Linked DNA regions of Sus scrofa: all the other regions are linked to region 3. Evidence: chromatin contacts called from public Hi-C, HiChIP or PLAC-seq and promoter capture Hi-C data. All regions are on one chromosome and are shown on one strand. The core of a region is the stretch at or near the end of the contact, and the rest is flanking DNA. Distances in the headings are between cores, read along the strand shown.

Region 1 (3,671 bases), core at 523-3,022, 360 kb before region 3:
CAAGCAAGGGTAACTTGGCAAAGTGGGAAATCAAGTACCAATCAATAAACAAGGAGTTAAGAGGAAAGCCCACAGGCCTCTTCACTTACATTAGAGCCACCTTAGCTGCTCAGGGTAAGCTGACCACTTTGCCTCCCAAGCAGGCTACCATGAGGACAAACAAACAAACTACACAGCATTACCCACACCAGGCTCTACCAAACCTTTGGGGAGACCAGTCTGCACAGCAGCTGACATGAGAGGCCCAAGCCAAGCTTATGAGTAAAGGCAGCAGGCACTCCAGGCCTGGGGAAAAGGACTCAGTGGTAGGCAGCATGTGGATTTTCTATAGGAGGGAAAGGTCCTTAAATCCAAGACTGGGCACCAGTGCATGCTTCCAAAAGGAGTCAGTTTGGGCCTTCCAGCAGGTTTAAGAACAGGATCTGAAGACACACCAATTCTCAGCTCTGGCCACTGCCCATCCACATCACCATCACCTACCAGTTTCTCGACCACTACAGCTTTTCACAGGCCCCTGAACCTGCCAGGCAACTTTGGTAGTCACACGTGTCATTTCCTCTTTGTAGAATGTTTTTTCTGACATCCAAGCCTCTGTCCAAGATGCAAGACTTAGCCTAAACATTGTCTCCTCTCTCAGATCTGTTCTTAGGCACTTTCCAGCCCCCTCTCCACCTACCGTCTCCCCATCACAGTCCCAAAACCCTTCTTTCAGAGACAAGAGCATTATATTACACCTCATTAGCTCTTGTGTCCAGGGGGCTCACTGAGGGCAGGAGCAGCTGTGAAGCACCACTGCAAAGTTTAAATGAATGGAAATAAACTGGGGCTTGCAGATCTTTGTAGCCTAATCCAATCAGGATTGTGAGCTCGGTGATATATCTTAACGCCAGAGAGGACACAGAACTGGGGTTGGTCACCTTCCTCCTGAAAATGGGTTTCAGGCCTGGAGTCTGTTCAAGAAGGAAGGGCAAGGTGCAGAGGGGGATCAGCGGCTCCTCAGCATAAGCGCCTAAATCTAGACCCAGAATTTGGCATACAGAGCCCAGACTAAGCGTCTGAACTAGGGCAAAAAGGGTAGGAAACCCGGACCAGTCCCAAGAACACTAGAGACCCTGGGGCCAGGAGACCTAAGGGGCTCTGCGGATTCAGAGAAGGGGCCTCACTTTCAGCCAAAACGCTGAAGGACGAGGCAGAACGGCCGGACTCCGGGACAGGGAAGGATTGCACACGGGGGTCTGCGCCCTTTGGGAAGCACGCTCAGGGATGTGCCGCTCCCACCCTCGTCGCCCTCGCCGGCAGAAAGGATGAAGAGCCGGTCCTCAAGGACCCTTGGGCCATGAAGGTGGTCGAGGCTCGCGCCGCCCTTCTGCTTGGTCGCCGAGGGCCCACCCCCACTCTCCCAGCTCACCCCCCGCGGGCCGGTCCAGCTTGAGGATGTCCCGCAGGTGCTGCGTGGCGTCCTCGATGTCGATGCTCGCGCAGGAGGAGGCCATGGGCCCAGCCGCGGACGCCCGGTCCGCACCGCGTTCGTTCCGCCGACGCCGCGCACCGTCCAGGGGCGCACAACCCAGCCAGGGCCAGACAGTGGGACGCCAGTCACCACACTCCGTCCACCTGAAGCTCGCAAACCGCCGCCCGCGCCGCGTCCCTGAGCCCCGCCAACCCCACCAACCGCCTCCACTTCCGGCCCGCCCGAGCTTCGGCTCCCGGAACCTGCCCTGGGCGGAGAAGAAAGGTTCCGGGCTGGGGGTGGCCGCCACGCACCCTCCTGAAGCCCGTCCCTACCGCGGTCCCGCCCCGGGACTAATAGGGTCGGGGTGAGGGGGAGGAGTTCCGCAGGGCTGAAGGAGAGCAAAATGTCCAGCTACCGGACCGCCCAAAGCTCTGATCGCCTCAGGATATCCCACCTGGTCCAAATCCACTCCCTATGGGCCTAGGACCAAGTCAATTCGGTTGCCAAGGTGAATCACTCAGATGCCCCAGGAACAAGTTGGATTGACAGAAGCCTCGGTTTCCCCTTCAGGAAGCGTGTGGTTGTAACCCAAGGCCTGACGGGATCTGAGAAATCCTGGACCCAGGAATTGCATGGGCAGGGGAGATTGTCTCCACAAACATCACATCACTCCTTAATGTCCCCCAGCATCCCCCTGCATGTCTTGGCACCCTTGGGCAAAAAGAAAGTAAACCATAGTAATATAAACACCTCTTTATTGCAGACATTTCAGGCACAGGTACATGGAAGAAGCTGTATTGCCGATTTTATACAGGGTGGTTTAAGAGGCAGCAGGTTTCTGCCTCTCCCCAACCTCCTCCACCCCCCAAATAACACAGCAGCCTAGAAATCCGTCTCACTGAAATCTCCTGAGTATGCTGTCTTTCCAAACAGCACACCATCCAGCTCTGTGCCCAGGGTAGCCAGGCAACAAGTGGGGGTCTGAGTTAAGTCCTTGGCTTCCATCCAGAGTGCAGGAGGGAGGGAGGTGGTGTTCAAGGTCAAGCAAAGCTGTGGTGCCCTCACCAATCCTAAAACCCCTACAGGACACCAGCCCAAGTCCTTGGATTGGTCCTAGCCTGTGGTTGCTACCCTGCTACCAGTTTTACACCACCAAGGCCTCAGGGCTAAAGGGCCAGATTTGTATTAGGCAAGTCCTGTTCCCCAAACTGAGGAGCAGAAACTGCCTCAGTATTAGAGATTTCTTGGGATTTGAAGATAATGTGAAGGGGTGGGTGGGTGTGTGGTAAGGGAAGGACTAGGAAGAGGCCTAGAGATGCCTTGCAGAGGTCTCAGAGGTGAGAAATCCTAGAACCTGAATCACTCAAACTCAGATTGCGTTCTTTTACAGCTCTAAATCTATACTCCAACTCAACTAGGCCTGGATCTGTGGGCATTGGAGGCTGGCTATTCAAGGCACTCCCCTTTGGGCAATGATATCCAAAGCAGCTGGTACAGCATCTAGGCTGCCCTCTGCTTGGCCTGGGATTTATGGGGCACACTAGATGTGATCCTGACTCTTCTGTAGATAAAACAGGCCCCTCATCCCTCAAACCTCTGCTCACTTGGTCTTGCTGAGCCCTCAGTCGAAAGGGACTGAACCTAATGGGCCAGTGGGATTCTGGGTCATTTCACCCATCATTAGGGCCCTGATGAGACCCAGTAGAGAGGTCAAAGGAGGTGTCAAAACTGACTGCAGAGGCTTCACTACAAGGGAAGCTTCAGGCCAGACCTGAGCTCTCCCAGTCTGCAGCTCACTTTCCCAAGACCAGGTGGGCCCTGGAGGTAACACCGTGCCTTCAGGACTTCTGAGAGAAGTCAGTGTTTTCTCCTTGCAACAGGTATTGCTGAGTTGGGGCAGAGGTGGGACAGTAAGACATGAGAGAGCCAATGCGGCAGGGTAGTTATTGATGGCCAGCCAACTGTTAAACTAATTAAAACAATTTAAACTGTTAAGAAAATTTTCGTGGTTTTATTGTATCATGAGGCATTGAAACATCTGAACAAATCAATATCTGGGCGGTGAGGCAGCTGCTTTTTCCTTCACTTCTTTGGGTTACTAGAGCAACTTGTCAGTAGATTTAAAAAAAAAAAAAAGACAACCTTTTGCATTACTTAAGTCTTTCCAAGGCATGCGCTGGTACAACACAAACTTCTCCTGTCAGATGCAACTAGCCTA
Region 2 (3,651 bases), core at 987-3,486, 300 kb before region 3:
AAGGATCTGGCATTGTCACTGCAGTGTCTTTGGTTGCTGCTAAGGCATGAGTTTGATCCCTGGCCCAGGAACTTCCAAATGCCACAGGCATGGCCAAAAAAAGAAAAGAATATGGGTAGGAATGATGTTTTGTATGGCTACCAAATTCAGCCTCAGCAATTACATTATGCTTCCTTTTAAAAATACATGGGGATTCCCTTTCTGAGTCTATTTCATATCCCTTTCAAATATGACTGCATTTCCTAAATCTTTCCTGTGTTGGGTAAAAACACCTTTTCACATGCCTACTGTCTGGTTTTTGTAGATTCATTTTAGCTCTGGATAGAATAATCAAATTGGCATTTAATTTCCTAACTTTTGTAAGTTTTCTCTGCCAAGGTAGCACATACCCTGGGGGATTAGAGTTTAGGTGCGATCAGGTTTTTTCATTAGGAATGAGTAGAAGTGAGAAAATACACTCATTAAACACCGAAGGCTTAATATGTGCAAGATCTGTCATGAGAGCTTCATACACGCTGCCTAAATTTTCCTGAAAATGTAAGGTGGGCTGTATCATTCCCATATTTGAGATATGGAAACAGAGGCCCAGAACTTAAGGGCCTTCTCTAGAGCTAGAAAGGTATTTGCCCTGTTTTTTGCTTTTTAGGGCTGCACTTGCGGCATATGGAGGTTCCCAGGCTAGGGGTCTAATTGGAGCTATAGCTGCTGGCCTACACAACAGCCACAGCAACACCAGATCCGAGCCACATCTATGACCGATACCACAGCTCACCAAAAAGCTGGATCCTTAACCACTGAGCAAGGCCAGGGATTGATCCTGCCACCTCGTGGTTCCTAGTTGGATTTCTTTCCACTGAGCCACGATGGGAACTCCAAAATTTTTTGTTTTAAATATATGCTTTGTGACTTTCCTGGCTAACGGAGCTTGTTATCTTATTTTCAGTGTCCAGAGGCTGCACCCTGAATACAGGCAGGAGCTAGCAGGAGGCCTCGGGATGTTTCTAGGCTGCTTAGTGATGCTTCTTTGTCATAAACCAGTGGGTGCAGAGGCTGTTAACCTTGTGGCTAAGCGCTCAGTTTCAGGAATCACACATGCCTGGCTGGGTTTGAATCCTAGCTCAGTCATTTATAAACAGGTGTAAAACTCATGATCTCTCTAGACTTCTATTTCTCTATTTGTAAAATGGTGATATTACTAATTCATAGAGTTGTTGTGAGGGTTAATTGTGCTATGTAAAGAGCATGGCACAATTCCGGCTGTGGCTCAGCGCATTAAGAACCGGACAGAAGATACGTGAGGATGCGGGTTCCATCCCTGGCCTTGTTCAGTGGGTTAAGGATCTTGTGTTGTCCTGACCTGAGGTGCAGGTCCCAGACGTGGCTCGGATCTAGTGTTGCTGTGGCTGTGATATAGGCCGGCAGCTGCAGCTCCCATTCGACCCCTAGCTTGGTTATTTCCATACGCCGCTGGTGCGGCCCTAAAAAGATAAAAAAACACAAACAAACAAACAAACAAAAAAACTTGGCACGCTCAATACAAACAAGATGGCTGTTACTAATGATAAAGTATGCCTGCCCTTTTACAAGAATGTAACGGCCTCCCTGAGCTGAGGAGTCATCTGAGATTCTGTTTCTTCATCACCTATCCTGTGCGGTTGGAGCCCCAGACCAACGGAGAGAGGTCCGAATCAGGTACCATTTATTTCTTTTTCTGGAAGTAGTAAAGCCCTCTTCTCCGCCCTCAGCCCTGCCAGCGCTTACCTCGACGTGGTCGCCAAGCTGGGGCACTGCGGTTTGGAGGAGGCCATGACCCTAGGGCAGCCGTGCAGCCAGCACTCGCGAACTGGAAAGCCGTGCTAGTGTACAGCTCGTCGCCATGGCGACCAGTTCCCAGCAGCCCAGCGGCGGGGGCGGGGTCAAGGTTGTGTCTTGCCCCCAGCCCAGAGCCCGCGGGCTAGGAGGAAGGCCAAGTAGCCAAGATGGGGTCAGACTTGGGAATAGGGTCTTCTCAGAGTCTGTCACTACAGCAGATATGACTCTAGCGACCAGAATTGAGGCAGGAGGATAAACAGAGGCCATGGGTGAGGGAGGCGAAGTGAGAGGCCAGAATCGCGTTGCCAGCGGGAACTGTAGTTTTTGGTGTCCTAATAGCTTGGCTAAGCAGGCTTATGACTGAGTCGGTTTGTACTACATCTCCCAAAGTTCTTTACCAGCCCGAGCTAGCCTCCCTATGGAGAGCTCTGCATTCTGGGAAATGAAGTCCGAAATATGGCAGGGCGTGGCAGTATGCAAAGAGAGGTACCTAACTCGGACTCGATTTCCCTGCGGCCCGGGTTTGCTCTCCGGCCATTGGCTGAGCGGGGCGGATCTAGTCCTGTTCTTCCCCGCCCCCAGTGACACAATAGCAGCTCCCTCCAAGATGGCGGCGGCGACGGCGGATCCGGGAGCTGGGAGCCCGCAGGTTGGAGACTCCTCCGGCGGGGGCGCTGGGGGCGGGCTGCCGTCTCCGGGGGAGCAGGAACTGAGCCGGCGCCTGCAGCGCCTGTATCCCGCGGTCAACCAGCATGAGACGCCGCTGCCGCGCTCCTGGAGCCCCAAGGACAAGTACAACTATATCGGCCTCTCCCAGGGCAACCTCCGCGTCCACTACAAAGGTATCGGCCTGTTTGGCCGCGGGGGGTAAAAGGCCAGAGCGTCAGCAGGGTGGCTGTGCTGTCCAGCCCCTGCTTCATCACTTCCTTTCCCCAAGCTCCGGATTAGGCCTTAGCTCCTGTTGGGTGTTTGGGTGGTGGGCTGACCAGACCGAGGATTGGCTGCTTAGCCTACTCTGCCGTGAGACTTCGGATGTCAGGAGAACCTCAACAGGTGTCCAAACCCAGTGCTGGGTTGGACATTGCACCCAAGGCCTTCTTGCCTGTCCTGTGGTAGTTGGAACTCTCCCTGGGCCCTTCACCACTGCTTAGCTTTAAACGTCTCTGTAGACATTAGTGGTCTCATCCTCTCTATTAGCCAGAGGTGCATGAGCTTGCTTACCTGCTGGACATCTCAGACACTGCCTACGGTTCTGTGCTAAAGTTGTGGGGCCATCTTCCAGGGCTGCCTCTTCCTCCCTTAGTCTCCTAAGTGGGCTGCTTGGCTGCTTGTATTCTGGAGAGTCTGGCAGCAGCACGAGGGAATCTCTCACTTGTCACCCACCTTGCATATGCCTCCTGTGGTTTGTATGGAGACAGTGTCTCAGACAGTGCTACTGTTCTGAGGATGAGGTGGGAGGTTTGTGTGTTTGCTCAGTTGTTGTCTAATTACACCTTGGACCAGGAAAGGGCTTCCTCTGGCTATGAGGGGTGAAGTTGCTGTGGAGCAGAGAAGAATGAGTCTTCCATTTGCATTTCCTTTTGCTGAAATTTCTTTGTCCTCTCTTACTAGGTCATGGCAAAAATCACAAAGATGCAGCCTCAGTGCGCGCCACCCACCCCATACCTGCTGCCTGTGGCATTTATTACTTTGAGGTGAAGATTGTCAGCAAAGGAAGAGATGGGTAAGCCCAATACTGAGCTGTTCCTTTTGGTCAAAGTTTGAGGTCTCCTGATTGACCCTTGTGACTTGTGTGAGCTGCTGAGCTGTATGGGTCTGGGCTGCAGAGGGGATTAATAG
Region 3 (3,863 bases), core at 677-3,176:
CCCCAAACTAGAGATGGGTATTCCTCTTGCAGAGCACCCAAAAGCCTGTGAGAGAGGCCTGAACTGTGTCCCCACCCATTGGGGGGGGGCCCTCATGCTCTGGCTGCAGAGAGCAGTCACGTGTGGGTCCTTCATTAGACCCTGCCATATAAACTGAGGGCATAGGGTGGCCAGGAACTCTTGGGGCAAGGATCCAGCAAGCAGAGGTAAGTCCTCAGGTTGAGCGGGGACTCTTACTTTCTGTGGGGTGGGGGTGGGGGTGCTTCCCTCTGGGGTAGGGCACCTAGAGAGTGCTCCAAGGATGAAGAGGGACTAAGTGGCACATTCTCCTGTTGAGCCAGGCTATGCTGACCACAATGTTGCTGAGCTGTGCCCTACTGCTGGCAATGCCCACCATGCTGGGGGCCCAGATAGGCTTGGCCCCCCTGGAGGGTATCGGAAGGCTTGACCAAGCCTTGTTCCCAGAACTCCAAGGTCAGTGCGGGCAGGAGTGGGTTGGGTGGGGCTTGGACATCCTCTGGCCACAAAGTATTCTGCTTGTATGAGCCCTTTCTTCCCCTTCCCAATCCCAGGCCTGGGAGGTGGGTGTTTTGTGCATGGGTGGTTCTGCCCTCACATCATCTGTCCCAGATCTAGGCCTGCAGCCCCCACTGAAGAGGACAACTGCAGAACGGGCAGAAGAGGCTCTGCTGCAGCAGGCCGAGGCCAAGGCCTTGGCAGAGGTAACAGCTCAGGGAAAGGGCTGAGGCCACAAGTCTTGAGTGGGTGTGTCAAGCATCAACCTCTATCTGTGCTTGGAGTTGCCACTGTGGTACAACGGGATTGGCGGTGTCTTGGGAGCGCTGGGACGTGGTTTCATCCCCGGCCAGCACAAGTGGGTTAAGGATCTGGCCTTGCCATCCCTTCAGCTTAGGCTGAGACTGTGGCTTGGAGCTGATCTCTGACCGGAAGCTCCATATGCTCTGGGGTGACCAAAAATGGAAAAACAAACATACAAAACACCTCTACCTGCACTTCCTGACCCCCTCACCCGGGGCGACACTGCAGACCATCCCGTTCACGCTCCACTTCCATCCTGCCTTGATCTGGCGCATTCCATGAATGTGCTTTTGGAAGTCCTTGTTTCCCAACCCTTGTAGGTGCTAGATCCTGAAGGACGCAAGGCACGCTCCCCACGTCGCTGCGTAAGGCTGCACGAATCCTGTCTGGGACACCAGGTACCATGCTGCGACCCATGTGCTACATGCTACTGCCGTTTCTTCAACGCCTTCTGCTACTGCCGCAAGCTGGGTACTGCCACGAACCCCTGCAGCCGCACCTAGCTGGCCAGCCAATGTCGTCGGGGTCGGGGTGGGGGTAGGCGGGCGCCAATAAAGTATGGGACCAACCCCAGGGTTGTGGCGTTATTTTGAATGTGACGGTCGTTAGGGGCGAAGGTGCCTCTAAGCCAAGAAACCACAGACACATCCCTACTCCAGGGCCTGCGCTATTCCAACATGAGTCACTTACACTCTTAAGAGTGCCAGGAGCGGTTGGGAGAAGCAGAGGAGGACCGTGCTCCAACCCTAGAAGAAGCTTATATAATAAATGCGGGGGAAAGAGTCGCAGCGCTGCAAAGGGTCTGTCGCTCCCCGCTGGCTAACAAACCATTAGGATCCAGGGCCCGCTTAAGGATAACTCGACGCGTGACCCCCAGCAAATCCCACCCTTCCCAGTTCCCCTCAGGGGAAGGTTAATTCACCAGTCTGAATATTTCCAAGCATAAGGGGCCCCCACAGTACCAGGTGCTCCGGACTCGGAAACTATAAAGTGCAAGCCCCCGCGTCCACGGGCGCCACCACGCGGCTAGTCTCGGACATTTTAAGTCGCTCCCGCCAGAGCTCCTCAATGAGCAGGCGCCAGAGGGCGGCCCCCCAGCCCACGGCTGCGCAGAAGTTCCGTGCGAAACCACCCGGAAATCGGGTGCTGCTTAGAGCCCCGCCTCCTTATGGTCACCTGATGAGCTTGACAGTCCACTGCTGGCGCCGCGTCAGCTGATCTTGGAGTTGTGCTGCGTGCCGGCCGGTCCGGTCCGGGTCCTCTGGTCCCGCCGCCCCAGACGCAGCCATGTCGTTCTTCCCGGAGCTTTACTTCAACGTGGACAATGGCTATTTGGAGGGGCTTGTGCGCGGCCTGAAGGCCGGAGTGCTCAGCCAGGCGGACTACCTTAATCTGGTGCAGTGCGAGACGCTCGAGGGTGAGCCGCGGGGCTGGGCTGCGGGCCCGAAAAGGCCTGCAGGGAGGCGGGCCCCGGCCTGAAGGTGCCTAGGTGTGGGAGGCGAAGCTGGGGGTTCTCGAAGGCGCTGGAGAGGTCGGGGAACCGGATCCGGGCCTGAGAGGCCTCACTGGGAAGCCGGGAGTGATGGCGGGTGTTTCGGAAAGGAATCTACTTCCAGTTGCAGCTCAGTGTGGGCCTAAACGCAAACGCGGCATTAAGAACTTCAGTGGTTCGTTTCCTCTGGGGCCACCTCTTAACCTGTTATTCCGGCGTTGTAGTTTGGAAGAGGGTCACTCGGGAGTGGTTGCTTCATGCGGGATGTGCTCATACAAACCTCTTTACTTTGACGTAGCCAGAGAGCTGTCTAGTGGCAATGCTTGGGGAATCTAAGTTGAAAAGTCCCCTGCTTTCCCTCCCAACACATACACCAAGGCCTTTGGGATCATTGTGTCTTCCCTTTGGCCTGGGACTGAGCCTTTCTGGGGAATTGCTGAGCCAGCTTAGCGAGAATTTCCTCCCATCGAGCAGTCTCCTGAAGGCAATGTTTGGGAGAGCCCTGAAAGTCTGGAAGTTCATACATACGTATTTGACAATAATTCTCACCCCCTCTACGAAGATACCTTTTGGGACAAGATTCCTAAGTACAGGAGTGGTATCCTTTCTTCTCAGAACACAAAGTTCCACAGTGGGATTGAATCCCTGAATCACAGAATCACATTTACTGAACTGGGTATGTTCCTGATTCCAGTCTTTGCTTCATTCCCCTCCCCCACGTGTAGTGAAGGGCACAGTGGCTGAGCTGTGAGTTACCATCCCTGACTTTTACCTGATATCCTTGAACAGAGGTACTGCTAGCCTCCAGGTTGGTAGCTGGAGGGGGAGAATGGCCAGATGATTCACCTTCTAGAGAAAATTTTCTCATCATAAACTTATTGAGGTTAGAAGTGAACTCATGGAGTTCCCATCGTGGCTCAGTGGTTAACGAATCTGACTAGGAACCATGAGGTTGTGGGTTCGATCCCTGGCCTTGCTCAGTGGGTTAAGGATCCGGCGTTGCCCTGAGCTGTGGTGTAGGTCGCAAACACGGCTCGAAATGCGTGTTGCTGTGGTTGTGGTGTAGGCCGGCAGCTACAGCTCCAATTCGACCCCTAGCCTGGGAACCTCCATATTTCTCGGGAGCGGCCCAAGAAATGGCAAAAAGAAAAAAAAAAAAGTGAATTCAATTTTTTAAAAGGTTGTTATGTACCTTGCAAACTGGACCAGTAATATGAAAATAAATACCTTTAAATTTAAAAACTTACTGAAGTTAAAGTACAGTTGTGGATATTATGGTTTTAATATAAATTTGCAAGAAAAGTCTGTCATCTCCTTTATAGGAGCAGAGCTGGGGAAGGAGAGGAGAGCACTTCAGTGTGCTGGGTTGTAGGAACTTTCCAGCAACCTCATTATCCTCGCAGTGGCAGGATAGGATAGTGGAAGGAGGGAGGCTGCCCGGGGCAGGGCCTGGCACAGAGTTGGCATTTAATAGGAATTTTATAGTCTTAACTGGGTCTAGGGGAAGATCTTTATTTGCTTAAATCGCAAGGTGGACATCATTGATTACCAA
Region 4 (3,883 bases), core at 811-3,310, 490 kb before region 3:
AAGAAATCACAAGAAGAATCTAGGGCCCATGGACAGAGACAGAGACAGACTTAGACTCCCATCCCTGTGATATTTTTGAGGTAATCCCATTATAAGGGCTCAAGCATGAGAAAGCAGCCACTAATGAGCTACTCTGTCCCAAATATCTGGACAAAAGTCAAATGTAAATACATACCTATGTATTATTTTTTTCAGATAATTCCTTCAATGTGTCTGTTCTGGCTTGGTGCAAAGCAATTCTTTGTTTACTATCTGAAAAAAACAGTGGCACACATCAATGGATAAAATCTGTCAGAGCAGACATCCAAGGAGCTCTTCAGCTAAGGAACAGGGAGCTCTGAGTTCCTAGAAAAATCATAAAAGCAGTGTGGAATCACATCTTGGAGCATCCTTTATATGAACTCCCTTTAGCATATCACCATCAGTGGTAATCAGCCTGTATATGAACCTTTCAATGACAGAAAACCCCAGCACTCTCAAGACAGATTTGCACAATTTTAGTTGCTACAGCCATCTTTCAGAATCTGACTCCCTGTCACGCATCAGACCCAGTCTGCTTTTTTAGAATGGTACATCCCCACAGCATACCTCATCTCTTTGCCATCCGGCACATTCCCCAAACACATGAGGACAACTCTCCCTAAAGTTCTCTTCTCCAGCATCACCCTCTTGAATCACTCCTTCCTGTGTTTATGACTTGCAGGGCCTTCCTGAGGTTTCCTGATCCCAAAGCCATGATAAGCAACAGCATAAATATGCCTGCTACAGAATGAGCAGGACCACACAAGAGTCTGGCAAATGTCACTACCTGAAATGAAAGCACATGTGGTAACCTCAGCCTCTCTTCAGTCCTCATCCTCTACCCAAAGTTTCTCAACAGCACGCTATTGACATTTTGAGCCAGATAATTCTTTTTTTGGAAGGAGCTGTCCTGATCATTATTTAGCAGCATCCTGGACTCTATCCAAAGGAAGAGCCTATAGCACCTCCCCAGATGTGACAAAAATGTCTCCAGCCATTATCAAATGTCTTAGGGGAAAGGTGGGGGCAAAATTACCCTCAGTCAAGAGCCACTGCTCTATCCAATGATCTTGTTCACCCAAAACTTCTCCTCTGCTGGTTTAACAGGTAACTCTCCAGAAAATTTAATTGTGCGTCAAAACGCTATCTGAAATTTAATAGTATTTATAATGGTATTTGATGATACTACAACTCATTCTCCAGAAGTTAGGAACCACCCAGATGCTTTATCTACATTTACCTTATCTTTTTACCCCAGGCACTGAAGACTACAGAAATGATCAGACACCCATTTTCTGGATCTGTTCAAGTACCAACAGTGTAGGGCTTTTTTGCAACCTGAACAACTAAATTTAAGTAAAATATTTTGTCTGACCATGGCTTTGTGAGACAAACCACATACTGGTAGCAGTACATGGTTCACTACTAGTCAAGTAATTTAGGTAAGGTGAGTGGGAAGCCAGTGGAGGTGAGCGAGCTAACTGAAGAAGTAGTGGGTTCTTGATGAGAAGTTGGAAAGGGTGACAAAGGAGTGGAGAGTGAACCACCGCTGAAGAGGAAGGGGAAAAGTATGAAGAAATGAGTTCTCTTGAAATAAAGACTGAAGAGAGGATACTCTGAAGGCCATCAGATTGCTCTCTGGGCCCTCAGCTCTCCAAGGGCCTGGTGGAAAAGAGTTAATCTAGGTCCCCTGGCCTGATCATTCATTCAAACTCTCACTAACTACTTGTATTAAAAGACCTTACACGGAGACCACATCTGGGAAAACATCGCCGCACCCTAGGAGTTTACAGAAGGGAGACCATAACTGGACAAGATATCACAGGAGCTCTGAAGGCGACAGAGAAGAATCGCAGGGATCGGACATCATACCGCCAGAAGTCCTCCGCCCTCCTGGTTCGTAATGCCAGGACCTCATCGCCTCGTAACGCCGAACCCCAGTACTGCCTCAATCGTGCACCTCTCCCCACGGTTGGCCCGAGCCCGGACGTCACCACCCCCGGTTTGGGCCTACAGACCTTACAGCTGCTGAACTCTACAGATCTTTCCTCGCTCCTCACAGTTCGCCTATTCCGCACGCTTTACTGAGCCGCGTCAGCCACCGTCCTCAAAGCCTTGGCGCATCTGTGACGTCACTGCATTGCGCCTCTCCGGCAACACGGGGACCATGGCTCTAGCACGTCAGCTTCGGCTGTTATCGCTCGTGACTCGGTTGCATCTGGCGCCTCGACGGGATCTAACGGTCCGCGGTCCCGACGAGCCCCTGCCAGTGGTGCGCATTCCGCGGGCTCTACAACGGCGTCAGGAACAGCGGCAGAGGGGGCAGCAGGGCCCCCCGCGGCCGGTCTTGGTGAGACCTGGCCAGCTGCTGATCTCGGCGCGGCGGCCGGAGTTGAACCAGCCCGCGCGTCTCACGCTGGGCCGTTGGGAGCCCGCACCACTCGCTTCACGTGGCTGGAAGAATCGGCGCGCCCGCCAGGACCACTTCTCAATCGAGCGCAAGCAACAGGAGGCCCCAGCGTTGCGGAACCTCTCGTCCAAGGACAGCTTTGCCGATCTGGGTCTGGAGCCCCGCGTGCTGAGCGCACTGCAAGAGGCTGCTCCCGAAGTCGTTCGGCCCACAACCGTTCAGTCAAGTACCATTCCCCCTCTACTTGGTGGCCGCCACATCCTCTGCGCTGCGGAGACCGGCAGTGGCAAGACTCTTGGCTACATGCTACCTCTGCTTCAGCGGCTCTTGGGCCAGCCAAGCCTGGACTCCTGTCGTATCCCTGCTCCTCGAGGCCTGGTTCTTGTGCCTTCTCGAGAATTAGCTGAACAGGTACGGGCCGTGGCCCAGCCCTTGGGCAGCTCCTTGGGCCTCCAGGTGCGGGAGTTAGGGGGAGGCCATGGCATGAGTAGGATCAGACTGCAACTATCCAAACAGCCTCCAGCAGATGTACTAGTGGCCACTCCGGGGGCTCTGTGGAAGGGCCTGAAAAGTCAGCTGATCAGCCTGGAGCAGCTCTCCTTCTTGGTGTTGGATGAGGCAGACACACTATTGGATGAAAGCTTTCTGGAACTGGTGGACTACATCTTGGAGAAGAGCCACATAGCAGAAGGCCCAGCTGACTTAAAAGACCCCTTCAATCCCAAAGCTCAGTTAGTGCTGGTAGGGGCCACATTTCCTGAAGGTGTAAGCCAGCTGCTGAGTAAAGCTGCCTGCTTAGACTCTCTAACCACCATCACCAGTTCCAAGCTCCACTGCATCATGCCTCATGTCAAACAGACATTCATGAGGCTGAAGGGGGCAGAGAAGGTGACTGAGTTGGTGCAGATCCTCAAGCAGCATGACAGAGCATATAGGACTGGGTCCGCAGGAACTGTTCTGGTGTTCTGTAATAGCTCCAGTACTGTGAACTGGTTGGGATATATTCTGGATGACCACAAAATCCAACACTTAAGACTTCAGGGACAAATGCCAGCCTCAATGAGGGCAGGTATCTTCCAGTCCTTCCAGAGGGGCTCCCAAGACATACTTCTCTGCACAGACATCGCCTCTCGGGGCCTGGACAGCACCCAGGTGGAGCTAGTTATCAATTATGATTTCCCTCTTACCCTGCAAGACTACATCCACAGAGCAGGGAGGGTGGGCCGTGTGGGAAGCAAGGTGCCAGGCACTGTCATCAGCTTTGTGACCCACCCTTGGGATGTGAGCCTGGTTCAGAAGATTGAGCTGGCAGCCCGCCGGAGGAGAAGCCTTCCAGGACTAGGGTCCTCAGTGAGAGAGCCTTTGCCTCAGCAAACCTGATTACAGCCGGCTTTAGTATGATGCCAAAACAGGGATCTTTACCTGTGTGTGTTGGGTAGGTGAGCACACTAG
Region 5 (3,912 bases), core at 1,099-3,598, 420 kb before region 3:
CATGGAGGTTCCCAGGCAAGGGGTTGAATCCGAGCTGTAGCTGCCTGCCTACACCACAGCAATGCCCGGTCCGAGGCGCATCTATGACCTACACCATAGCTTGTGGCAGTGCTGGATCCTTAACCTACTGTTAAAGACCAGGGACTGAACCTGTGTCTTCATGGATCCCAGCCGTGTTTGTTACCGCTGAGCCACAACGGGAACTCCTGAATTGGGCACCTTGAGATGTACAGCTTGCCATTCTTCTCTTTAGGCAGCCTGCTTCATGCCCGCCACTGCTCTGGGAACTGGAGGCAGCTGCACACACAGCTGTGGAATAAAGGTACATGGAGCCAAGAGGGCAGGATAGGGAAAATGTAAGCTGTCTCTCCTAGCTCCCAAAAGAACAGGCAAGACCCACCTCTAAACAGGGACTTGTGAGAGCTAGGGGGTGACAGAAGCACAGGAGTTGAGAATCTGTGAGAGTAACAGCCACTAAATATGTCATTTCAATACTGAAGTTTTAATTAATTTTTTCACTTTTAGGGCCACACATGTGGCATATAAGTTCCAGGGCTAGGGGTAGAATCGGAGCTGCAGCTGTCGGCCTATGCCACAGCCATAGCCACCGCAATGCTAGATCTGAGATGCATCTGCGACCTACACTGCAGATGGTGGCAACATTGGATCCTTAACTTGCTGAGTGAGGTCAGGGATGAAACCTGCATCCTCACATACAATATATCAGGTTCTTAACCTGCTGAGCCACAATAGGAACACCCTGAAGATTTAATTTTTATGGAGCCTAAGAGCAGCATGCAGCTGGTACAGAGTTTAAATAGGAAAAAGATGAGTTCCCCCTGTGGTGCAGCAGAAACGAATCCAACTAGGAACCATGAGGTTGTGGGTTCTGTCCCTAGCCTCGCTCAGTGGGTTAAGGATCCAGCGTTGCTGTGAGCTGTGGTGTAGGTCACAGAGGTGGCTCAGATCCCGCGTTGCTGTGGCTCTGGTGTAGGCTGGCAGCTACAGCTCCGATTAGACCCCTGGCCTGGGAACCTCCATATGCCGTGGGCACAGCCTAAAAACCATGAGTCACAAAGACACATGTACTCCGATGTTCATTGCAGCACTATTTTCAATAGCCAAAACATGGAAACAACCTAAATGTCCATCAACAGAGGAGTGGATTAAGAAGATGTGGTACATATACACAATGGAATATTACTCAGCCATTAAAAAGAACGAAATACCAGCATTTTTAGCAACATGGATGGACCTAGAAATTATCATGCTACGTGAAGTCAGCCATACAATGAGATACCAACATCAAATGCTTTCACTGACATGTGGAATCTGAAAAAAAGGACAGACTGAACTTCTTTGCAGAAAAGATACTGACTCACAGACATTGAAAAACTTATGGTCTCCAGAGGAGACAGTTTGGGGGATGGGGGGATGTGCTTGGGTGTGGGATGGAAATCCTGTGAAATCAGATTGTTATGATCATTATACAACTACAGATGTGATAAAGTCATTTAAGTAATAAAAAATAAATTTTAAAAAGGACAAAAAGACAAAAATAAATAAATGAATAAATAAATAAATAAATAAATAAATAGGAAAGAGTATGACCAGATTTCCAATCTAGTAAAAAGCCCCGTCTCTGCAGGGTAGAGTGTAGCCTGTGCTGGAAGATGAGGGGCAGGAAGTGTGGGGAAACCAGGGAGGCCAGTGTAGAATCTAGGGGAGAGATACTGCTAGTTGAGATAAGCAGTAATTAGGAGAAAGATCTGGATAGATCAAGGGTCATTTGGGAAGTGAAAAAAGGCTTGGCCATGGGTAGAGCCCAGAATGTGTATGGGCCACCAGATGAACAGCCATGGCACCGTTCCTGAGAGAGAGAAAACAGCACCTGAAACAGGGATGATGGAAGGATCGGCATTGCCTTGGCCAAGGATTGAGCCTTGGAGTCTGAGGTTTGATGGAAAAGGCTAAGGCAGCAAAATAGGCAGGAGTTGGGAGAAGGAGAGTAATAAAAGACAATAGGCAGCTGATGCTGTTGGCAGGCCAGTAACAATGAGATCAGAGACTTGGTCAGTGTGACAGCTTGGGGCATTGGGACTTGCAATTAGAGTTGGGGTCAGAGTAGGCAGAGCTCAGGGCTCAGGCGGGACAATGGCCAGAAGGGAGGTATTTGTTGCTGTATCAGACAGAGGCCTGGGAGCAACATGGAGAACCAGGCAAGGGACATCTCACCCTTGCCAAGCTGCATAGGACCAGAGGTGAAGGTGAAAGTGAAAGAGGATGCAGAAAGGAGCCATCATGCTGTGAGGAAATGTGAAAGCGAAAGCAGTTAAGCTCAGTCGTGCAGGACAAGGACAAAGGACAAGGCTGTGGCCTTCTTTGCTTGGTGCTGGTCCTACTCCTCTGACCTCCATACCCCTGGACTGCCCTGCCCACCTGGACATGCAGAAGATAGCGCTAGAGCCCCTAGGGGGCTTTTCCTTTGAGAACTGCCAGAGGTGAGTGGGGGGATGATTGGTCCCCAGCTGCCTAGGTCCTCAGTGAGGGTCTCTGGGAGTGGGAGAACCAGGATCTTTAAAAGTAAGACGACGACTTGGGTTCCGAGGCTTACATGGAGAAGTGAGAGAAACGTGGACGGAGTTGGAGAATGTGATTGGGGGAGGGGGATCCCATAAGAAAAGAAACCTGAGACTTTTCCCTCCGTTCCAGAAATGCATCCTTGGAACGCGCCCTCCCTGGGTTCCGGGTCCCTCACGCACTCAAGACGGGGACCACCATTGCAGGTCTTGTATTCCAGGTGAGCAAGAAGTTGTGACTGTGGGGCGTGGAGGGGCGGCCGGGAATAGGAAGTGGGCAATGACCTAACGGCTTCTCCCCTCTTCTCCAGGACGGGGTAATCCTGGGCGCGGATACGCGGGCCACTAACGACTCGGTCGTGGCGGACAAGAGCTGCGAAAAGATCCACTTCATCGCCCCCAAAATCTAGTGAGCATTCCTCTCAAGAACTGCCCCTTAGTTCCCCGTCCCTGGTCTCCGCACACCTTAGCCCCGACCACATGGACCCTCCCTTCACCCTCAGCTGCTGTGGGGCTGGAGTAGCCGCGGACGCCGAGATGACCACGCGGATGGCGGCATCCAACATAGAGCTACACGCACTATCCACCGGCCGCGAGCCGCGCGTGGCCACTGTCACTCGCATGTTACGCCAGAAGCTCTTCCGGTGCTGGAGCTGGGCTAAGACGACCCTGGGGAGGGGCAGTTGCAGGGAAGGTGGGGCTGATAGGAGGTGGGACAAGAGGAAGGACAGGGCTGCGAGGTGCCGGGAGACCGGAAGAGGTCAGCCTAAGAGGAGTTAAGAAGGCAACCGGAAGCAGCAATGTCAGTCATGGGGCTCCAGACCACGGGAAGGGGCGGGGCTCGGGTGCAGGACCATGGAGGGGAGGGACCTGGGTCCTGGTTTGTTTGGCTGACTGCGCCCACTTGCGGAAAAGGTACCAGGGCCATGTGGGCGCGTCGCTAATCGTGGGCGGCATAGACTTCACAGGACCCCAGCTCTACAGCGTGCACCCCCATGGGTCCTACAGCCGTCTGCCCTTCACGGCCCTAGGTGAGCCCTTCCATCCCTTCCCCACGAATCCCACGTATACCATCCTGGCCTCCCGTTTCTCCCGCGACCATGCGGCCGCGGCTGACCTCAGATACCCCTCCTGTCTACAGGCTCCGGCCAAGATGCAGCCCTGGCAGTGCTAGAAGACCGGTTCCAGCCCAACATGACTGTGAGTGACATCTGCGCCCCACTAGGCATTGCATTGGTGGGAAGTGCACTTGGGAGCTGGGGAAACACAGAGGTACCCTGGCCTAATCCGGAGGTCAGGAAAAGCTTTTCAGAGGTGATGACTGAGTACAGGA

Evidence for each region. Promoter capture Hi-C pulls out the DNA fragments that hold promoters and counts their contacts. A called contact is a pair of places that touch in the nucleus more often than the background predicts. HiChIP or PLAC-seq counts read pairs in DNA pulled down with a chosen protein or histone mark.
Region 1: a promoter capture Hi-C map of fetal liver shows a contact between it and region 3, with 2.6 times the contacts expected there. The contact joins the promoter of EDC4 here to the promoter of ATP6V0D1 in region 3. A contact is called at or near these places in 1 of 5 promoter capture datasets (fetal liver) and 1 of 2 datasets of contacts at active chromatin or transcription factors (alveolar macrophages).
Region 2: a contact with region 3 is called in a Hi-C map of liver, with 4 times the contacts expected there. The contact joins the promoter of TSNAXIP1 here to the promoter of ATP6V0D1 in region 3. A contact is called at or near these places in 2 of 47 Hi-C or Micro-C datasets (heart right ventricle and liver) and 1 of 2 datasets of contacts at active chromatin or transcription factors (alveolar macrophages).
Region 4: an H3K27ac HiChIP or PLAC-seq map of alveolar macrophages shows a contact between it and region 3. The contact joins the promoter of DDX28 here to the promoter of ATP6V0D1 in region 3. A contact is called at or near these places in 1 of 5 promoter capture datasets (fetal liver) and 1 of 2 datasets of contacts at active chromatin or transcription factors (alveolar macrophages).
Region 5: an H3K27ac HiChIP or PLAC-seq map of alveolar macrophages shows a contact between it and region 3. The contact joins the promoter of PSMB10 here to the promoter of ATP6V0D1 in region 3. A contact is called at or near these places in 1 of 47 Hi-C or Micro-C datasets (liver) and 1 of 2 datasets of contacts at active chromatin or transcription factors (alveolar macrophages).

What each region holds. Positions count from the first base shown.
Region 1 is chr6:28,487,528-28,491,198 of Sscrofa11.1, reverse strand. It overlaps EDC4 (enhancer of mRNA-decapping protein 4), which reads right to left and starts at 1,772. Exons shown (of 29, transcript XM_003126926.5): 1 at 1,409-1,772. The coding sequence starts at 1,493. It overlaps NUTF2 (nuclear transport factor 2), which reads right to left. Exons shown (of 5, transcript XM_003126922.5): 5 at 2,192-3,671.
Region 2 is chr6:28,427,116-28,430,766 of Sscrofa11.1, reverse strand. TSNAXIP1 (translin-associated factor X-interacting protein 1) reads right to left here and starts at 2,236. Exons shown (of 16, transcript XM_021094108.1): 1 at 1,762-2,236. The coding sequence starts at 1,808. It overlaps RANBP10 (ran-binding protein 10), which reads left to right and starts at 2,384. Exons shown (of 14, transcript XM_003355780.5): 1 at 2,384-2,654; 2 at 3,424-3,535. The coding sequence starts at 2,420.
Region 3 is chr6:28,130,143-28,134,005 of Sscrofa11.1, reverse strand. It overlaps ATP6V0D1 (V-type proton ATPase subunit d 1), which reads left to right and starts at 1,926. Exons shown (of 8, transcript XM_003126946.4): 1 at 1,926-2,236. The coding sequence starts at 2,107. It overlaps AGRP (agouti related neuropeptide), which reads left to right and starts at 345. Exons shown (of 3, transcript NM_001011693.1): 1 at 345-474; 2 at 631-722; 3 at 1,140-1,322. The coding sequence starts at 345. The coding sequence ends at 1,322.
Region 4 is chr6:28,615,620-28,619,502 of Sscrofa11.1, reverse strand. DDX28 (probable ATP-dependent RNA helicase DDX28) reads left to right here and starts at 2,060. Exons shown (of 1, transcript XM_003355776.4): 1 at 2,060-3,883. The coding sequence starts at 2,189. The coding sequence ends at 3,811. DUS2 (tRNA-dihydrouridine(20) synthase [NAD(P)+]-like) reads right to left here and starts at 2,153. Exons shown (of 17, transcript XM_005655778.3): 1 at 2,040-2,153; 2 at 176-252.
Region 5 is chr6:28,546,045-28,549,956 of Sscrofa11.1, reverse strand. It overlaps PSMB10 (proteasome subunit beta 10), which reads left to right and starts at 2,348. Exons shown (of 8, transcript NM_001044565.1): 1 at 2,348-2,501; 2 at 2,713-2,800; 3 at 2,891-2,988; 4 at 3,083-3,223; 5 at 3,495-3,610; 6 at 3,721-3,779. The coding sequence starts at 2,446.